Linked DNA regions of Anser cygnoides: region 1 is linked to region 2. Evidence: chromatin contacts called from public Hi-C data. All regions are on one chromosome and are shown on one strand. The core of a region is the stretch at or near the end of the contact, and the rest is flanking DNA. Distances in the headings are between cores, read along the strand shown.

The links. A called contact is a pair of places that touch in the nucleus more often than the background predicts.
Region 1: a Hi-C map of liver shows a contact between it and region 2, with 4 times the contacts expected there. The contact joins the promoter of ANKRD46 here to the promoter of FBXO43 in region 2. A contact is called at or near these places in 4 of 7 Hi-C or Micro-C datasets (granulosa cells and liver).

What each region holds. Positions count from the first base shown.
Region 1 is chr2:141,610,684-141,613,383 of Taihu_goose_T2T_genome, forward strand. It overlaps ANKRD46 (ankyrin repeat domain 46), which reads right to left and starts at 1,434. Exons shown (of 4, transcript XM_066990618.1): 1 at 1,286-1,434. SNX31 (sorting nexin 31) reads right to left here. Exons shown (of 14, transcript XM_048068730.2): 14 at 2,026-2,362. The coding sequence ends at 2,267.
Region 2 is chr2:141,413,727-141,416,426 of Taihu_goose_T2T_genome, forward strand. FBXO43 (F-box protein 43) reads right to left here and starts at 1,412. Exons shown (of 6, transcript XM_013180050.3): 1 at 1-1,412.

The DNA.
Region 1 (2,700 bases), core at 184-2,683, 200 kb after region 2:
GTTCACAGATAATAGTAACTTCTTTTTCCAGTTCAACACAGGTCTGCATTCGTTTTTTTTCCCCACAATCACATATTTTGAAGCTACCCAATACATATTTTGGATTTGCGATGCTTTAAAATAATATTTTTTCTGTAAATTGTGTGCTTATGAGTTTACAACTGCAAAATCTTGCCCTTTAAATTACTGCATTTTATTTTAGTATTAGACTTCTTTCATTCTGTAGTTCCTAGGATCATCCAATTTTTCCTACATAGTACTGTTACCCTCTTCTATATTGCCGGTGCCTCCCAACTCGTTCACCACTACCAAATTTAAACAGTAAGTTTTAATTGTTACATCAACATCTTTATTAAGTATTTAATAAGACTGGTCTCAAGATGGATCTTCAAATAACTACTTTTATAATCTCCTTTTATACCCAGACTCGATGGTTTTCTTCTCAATGTTACTCACCACAATCTGTCTCTAGCTACTTCCCCATCCACTTTTTAATTCTGGTGTTATCCCTATCTTTTCAGCACAATAACAATTTCCTGTGCAGCAGCTGATCAGAAACTTTACTGTCTAGAAAAAAAAAAAAAAGAGAACTACTTAATTTCCCTTAAAAACAATAATTATTTCATCGAAGACAATCTGAGGCTAGCTAGCTAACAAAAAACACTACTGGCAGATATATGTTACCTTTTGATTTCATTTATCATAGGCTCATTTAAGGTTGGAAAAGACCTCCGAGATCACCTGGCCCAACCATCCCCCTACCACCAATGTCACCCACTGAACCGTGTCCCTAAGCACCACGTCCAACCTTTCCTTGAACACCCCCAGGGACGGTGACGCCACCACCTCCCTGGACAACCCATTCCAATGCCTGACTGCTCTTTCTGAGAAGAAATGTCTCCTCATTTCCAACCTAAACCTTCCCTGGCACAACTTGAGGCCATTCCCTCTAGTCCTATCACTAGTTATCTGTGAGAAGAGGCCGACCCCCAGCTCCCCACACCCTCCTTTCAGGTACCTGCAGAGAGCAATGAGGTCTCCCCTGAGCCTCCTCTTCCCCAGACTGCACAACCCCAGCTCCCTCAGCCGCCCCTCACAGCCCCCGCGCTCCAGCCCCTCCATTCCCTTGGCATCCGCCTCCCTCCGAGGGTCCCCTCCCCACCGCCCGGCGCCCACCTCGGCGGATCCCGCCCCGGACAGACCGACGGACACCGCTCGTCCCCCGCCAGCCCGACCGACGGACGCGGCCCCTCTCCCCCCCAAGGCCCCGCCGCAGCCGCCTCACCACCTGCCTGCCGCCGGCCGCTCCTCGGCACGCAGCGGGGGCGGCGGAGGGGACGCGGGCGGCCCCTGCCGGGCGGAGGCCGCCGCCGCCGGGGTGCAGCGGGAAATGGCGGCCGTGACGGGGCGGCCGGGCTCTGCCCCGCCGGGGGGTGCCGCCAGGGGGACGGGGCCCGCCCTGAAACCAGGCTGAGAGGGGCAGGAGAGAGGAGGGACGGTGCCGGGAGTCTTCTCGTCACTGAGCTCATGGGAAGCTGAGTTCTTCACTGAGCTCCTGTCAAGAACGGGCTTAAGTTATTCAACTTTCCTAAGAACATTAAAACGGGACTTATTTTTACTTATCACGTCCCTGTTCTCTCAGCCGATGCTGCCTTTCGAAGCAAGGGCAGTAAGAAGAACGGAGTACCACAGCTCGGGCACTTCATCCTTCTCACAGCAGCCAGCAGCCTGATGGGGCTAACGCCGTGTCTGCCTTCATATCGTGCTGCCTCCTGTGCCTGCTCACACCAGCCCCATCCGTACACAACGCTTAGTTTCTGAGGCACTGTTGAATATACAAATACTTGAGGAATGATCACAGGAACCACGGGCCTGTTCCAGCAACAGGCTGCTCAGCCTTCACACGTTAATTACACCGCTGCTCACAGAAACAAACTGATACGGTTAATGCTTTTTCCTCCTCTAATACCTTAACATTTTCTAATTATTTTCTAACAACTCCCTCCCTTTCTTCCCCACAATTTCAGTCTGGAAAAAAAAGATAAACCACACAAAAAAAAAAGGCATGTATGCAAGATGTTTCCAGAGTAACAACACCCATCTAACTGTAAAGAATATTTCACTAGAGTTATAGATTCTATAGAAAAAAACCCTGCAAAGGCAAAGAATGACACTGAAGGCTTTTTTCAGTATTTTTCAAGCTTTCAGCAATGGGTTTATTATTCCCAGATATTTCATTTTGATAGGCAGTATTTAGAATAAGTTGTCACAGGTCCTCTTCTCTTATTTTCTCAAATACACAGTCCTCTTCATTTGGCCTAACCCAAAATCTTTTCCTTGATATAAAACTCGAATGGACTACCTGCAGCAAAACAAATAAACAGTTAAAAGAATGTATGCATTTCAGTAATTAGAGATAACTATGAACATAAGCTAGAAAAACTGATATGATAATATCTAGGTACAATGAATGATCTCTATGTTGGTATTTTGGAGTGAACAGAATTTTTCTGCTGGAACAGGGCACAAAACAGTTGTTTCTGCTCTTAAGGTTTATTGCAATGTGGTGCAAATTGAATTGGCAGGTCCAAATGTTCTAATATCAGTGTTATTTGGCATTAAATTGTCCCCAGGGACATTTGTGCAGGTACTTTCACTGTCTACTGCGCCTTGTAAATCAGATAGACTACTGTTATCACA
Region 2 (2,700 bases), core at 162-2,661:
CAACTCGCCCCCGGCTGGCTGGCTGGAGAAGGCGGGGATCCTGCCGCCTCAGCGGCTCGCCGCCCGGCTCCGGAGCCCGTTGCCCTTAGTGAGGAGGCGCTGTGGGTGGAGGGGAAGCCAAGCGGCTCCTCGCGTGCAGCCACCGCCGCTGCTTTCCCTCGCTTGGGTTTGAACCGCCCGCCTTTACCAACCGCTCCGCGCCGCCTCCCCGCCCCCGCCGCCCTCAGGCGTCTGCGGGGCGGGTGCCTGAGGAGAACCCGCTCCGCTGCAGGGCACCGGCGAGGTTCGCCTTTCCCCTCGCGTTTACACTTCAACGCCGCGGCTCCCGCCGCACTCAGCCCACCATAAGATCCCCCCGACGTTGTCCCTCTCTCCCTCAGCTCCCCCGTCCCTTTCTGCCTCTCCTCAGGAGATGCTGGGGGCGAGGCTTTCCCGCCTCAGCTAGAGCCTTTCTGCTTCTCCTCAGGAGCCGCTAGGAGCGGGGGGTGAGGGCTGAGGGGTGCCCTTCACAGGCGCTGGTCGATCATGGCTAGGCTTTTACAGATGCAGAACGTTATCTGTACCCGAACCTTTGAGCTTGAGTTATAAGGGTGCCAATTAATTCAAATTAATTAGTGCGTTTGTATCCGACTGCTCGGGAACGAGATAATCGCGGAGCGTTTGCCTCGGTTAAATCATCTGTCAGTCGGGTGGGAGATGCCAGTGATGACGCCTACGTTTTGCAGTACTTTTACTTAAACTGTACATTAAAAAATGAGTAATTAGGTGCCCGCATTTCCTGAGCTCCGTGCGGCTGCACACACCCACACACCTGGGGGCTCCACAGTGGGCGGGGGGAGCCGCAGGCCTCGCAGCAGCGAGGAAAAGGAGCGGGGAAAGCCGCTGCTTGTCACACAGAGGCCGAATAAATTGTCATTGTGTCCTCCTCCTTCTGGGTATCATTCTCCCTCACCTCGTTGAGACGAGATTTACCACAGGTTACCTCTATTTTTTTTTTATTTATTTATTTTTCCCCCCCCGTTTACGTTTTATTTCCTCCACCAGAAACGACATCAGATGAGAAAGAGATTTTAAACTGTTGTGCGTGACTAAGAGTAATGCCTACATCCAAAGCAGAAAACTAGAAGCTTTCTAAATTAACGCCGAAATTCAGCCGTACTTCCAATTCGTGGGCTGGGCGAGCTCTGCCCCGCCGCTCGGAGCCCGTTCAGGGAGCGGCGTCGCACTGAGGAGGCGGCGAAGCCTCGCAGCCAAAGGGGGCCGGAGGAAAGGCGAATTTAAAATCTGCTCATCCAAAGCGGGGGAAATGGGGATATTTGCATATAAAGAGTACTGTTTTACGTGACTACAAGGTAACCGTTACGGATAAAAAGAGAAAGGGGGAAATATGCCAGAGACTTCCATTTTAAAAGGAGAAATTAATAGAAACTGATCGAAAAGAAATCGATTTCCCAAAGGGCTTTGTGTAGTAGTATCTATTCCACGTGTATCAGGAGAATTTCTTCCTCAAATAGTTGTGTTTATCTATAGAAAAAAAAAAAAAAAAACGCTTTTTCTGTGAAAAGGGCAGCTTGCTAGCTCCGTGAAGCGGCACACAGAAGGTGCGAGGTCTGTCTCTCTCAAGCCCCCAGGAACTTGTGGTACCCGGGTGAAAAAAAAAAAAAAAAGAAAAAAAAACATACAGGGAATTTAACAAATTATAGTTATGGTGCTTAATGCGACATACAGAAACATCACACCAAACAACACCATTTAACAAAACGCGTCACAAGCGGGCAGAAAAAAAACTGAGGACCTTAATTTTAAAACGAAATAATGCGAGAGACCCCGCAACGCCCTGACGGGCAGGCTACGAGCGCCTTGCCTTCCCCCGAGCACCCTGCGCACCTCATCCCGCAGCCACGAACCCTTACTCTGGCTGCCGACCAGTGCTACTCCTCCGGATTTTTTTCCGCTACGGGGAAGTCCCACATGTTCCCAACCCTCTGAGCACCCCCGGACTGGCGTTTATCAGCCCTTCAAAGCTGGGCTCTATCACGATAGCGCTGCTCTTGAAGGAAGGCTTTGACAGAAACGGAGCAAGGAACCGAGGCACCTGATAAAACCTATTTTTTTCCGAGAGAACAGTTAAACGATGGCAACAATCAAGCAATTGCGTGATTTCATTGAGACCTTGTTTTCACATAATTAACTTTAATTGTCTTTTTCATGGCGGTATAATTAGTAGACCAGTTTTACAGTATCGGCTCGACAAATCCGTCTTAAAAATAAAACGAGCCCGGAGAAACATTATCGGTTGATTTTTATTTGTTTACTTTCCGGAATGTTAATTACTTGATATGCATTATCAAGTGAAGCTATGGTTCAGGCTTTATTTTCTCCTCTGCTTAAAACTCTTCGCACCAGCTCACACTTACGAAAACCGTGGCGAAGAGGACACAGGCAGTAAATTTGGGGGAGTGCGAATCAGTATGAATAGCGCTGCCTTTCACCTGTCGTTTCTCTTGCTTGTGTTTTATTCTAGCACTCAAAAGTTATGTTTAGCTTTATTTATACACAGCAGCATGGAAAAACAGGCAAGCTGTCTAAAATCTTGAATGTATTTTTATTATGCGTAACTTAAATACAAAATTAGGAAAACCGCAAATATTTATTGTTCCTCAAGTTCATTTTAGATAAGTTATAGGTAACATATGAAGG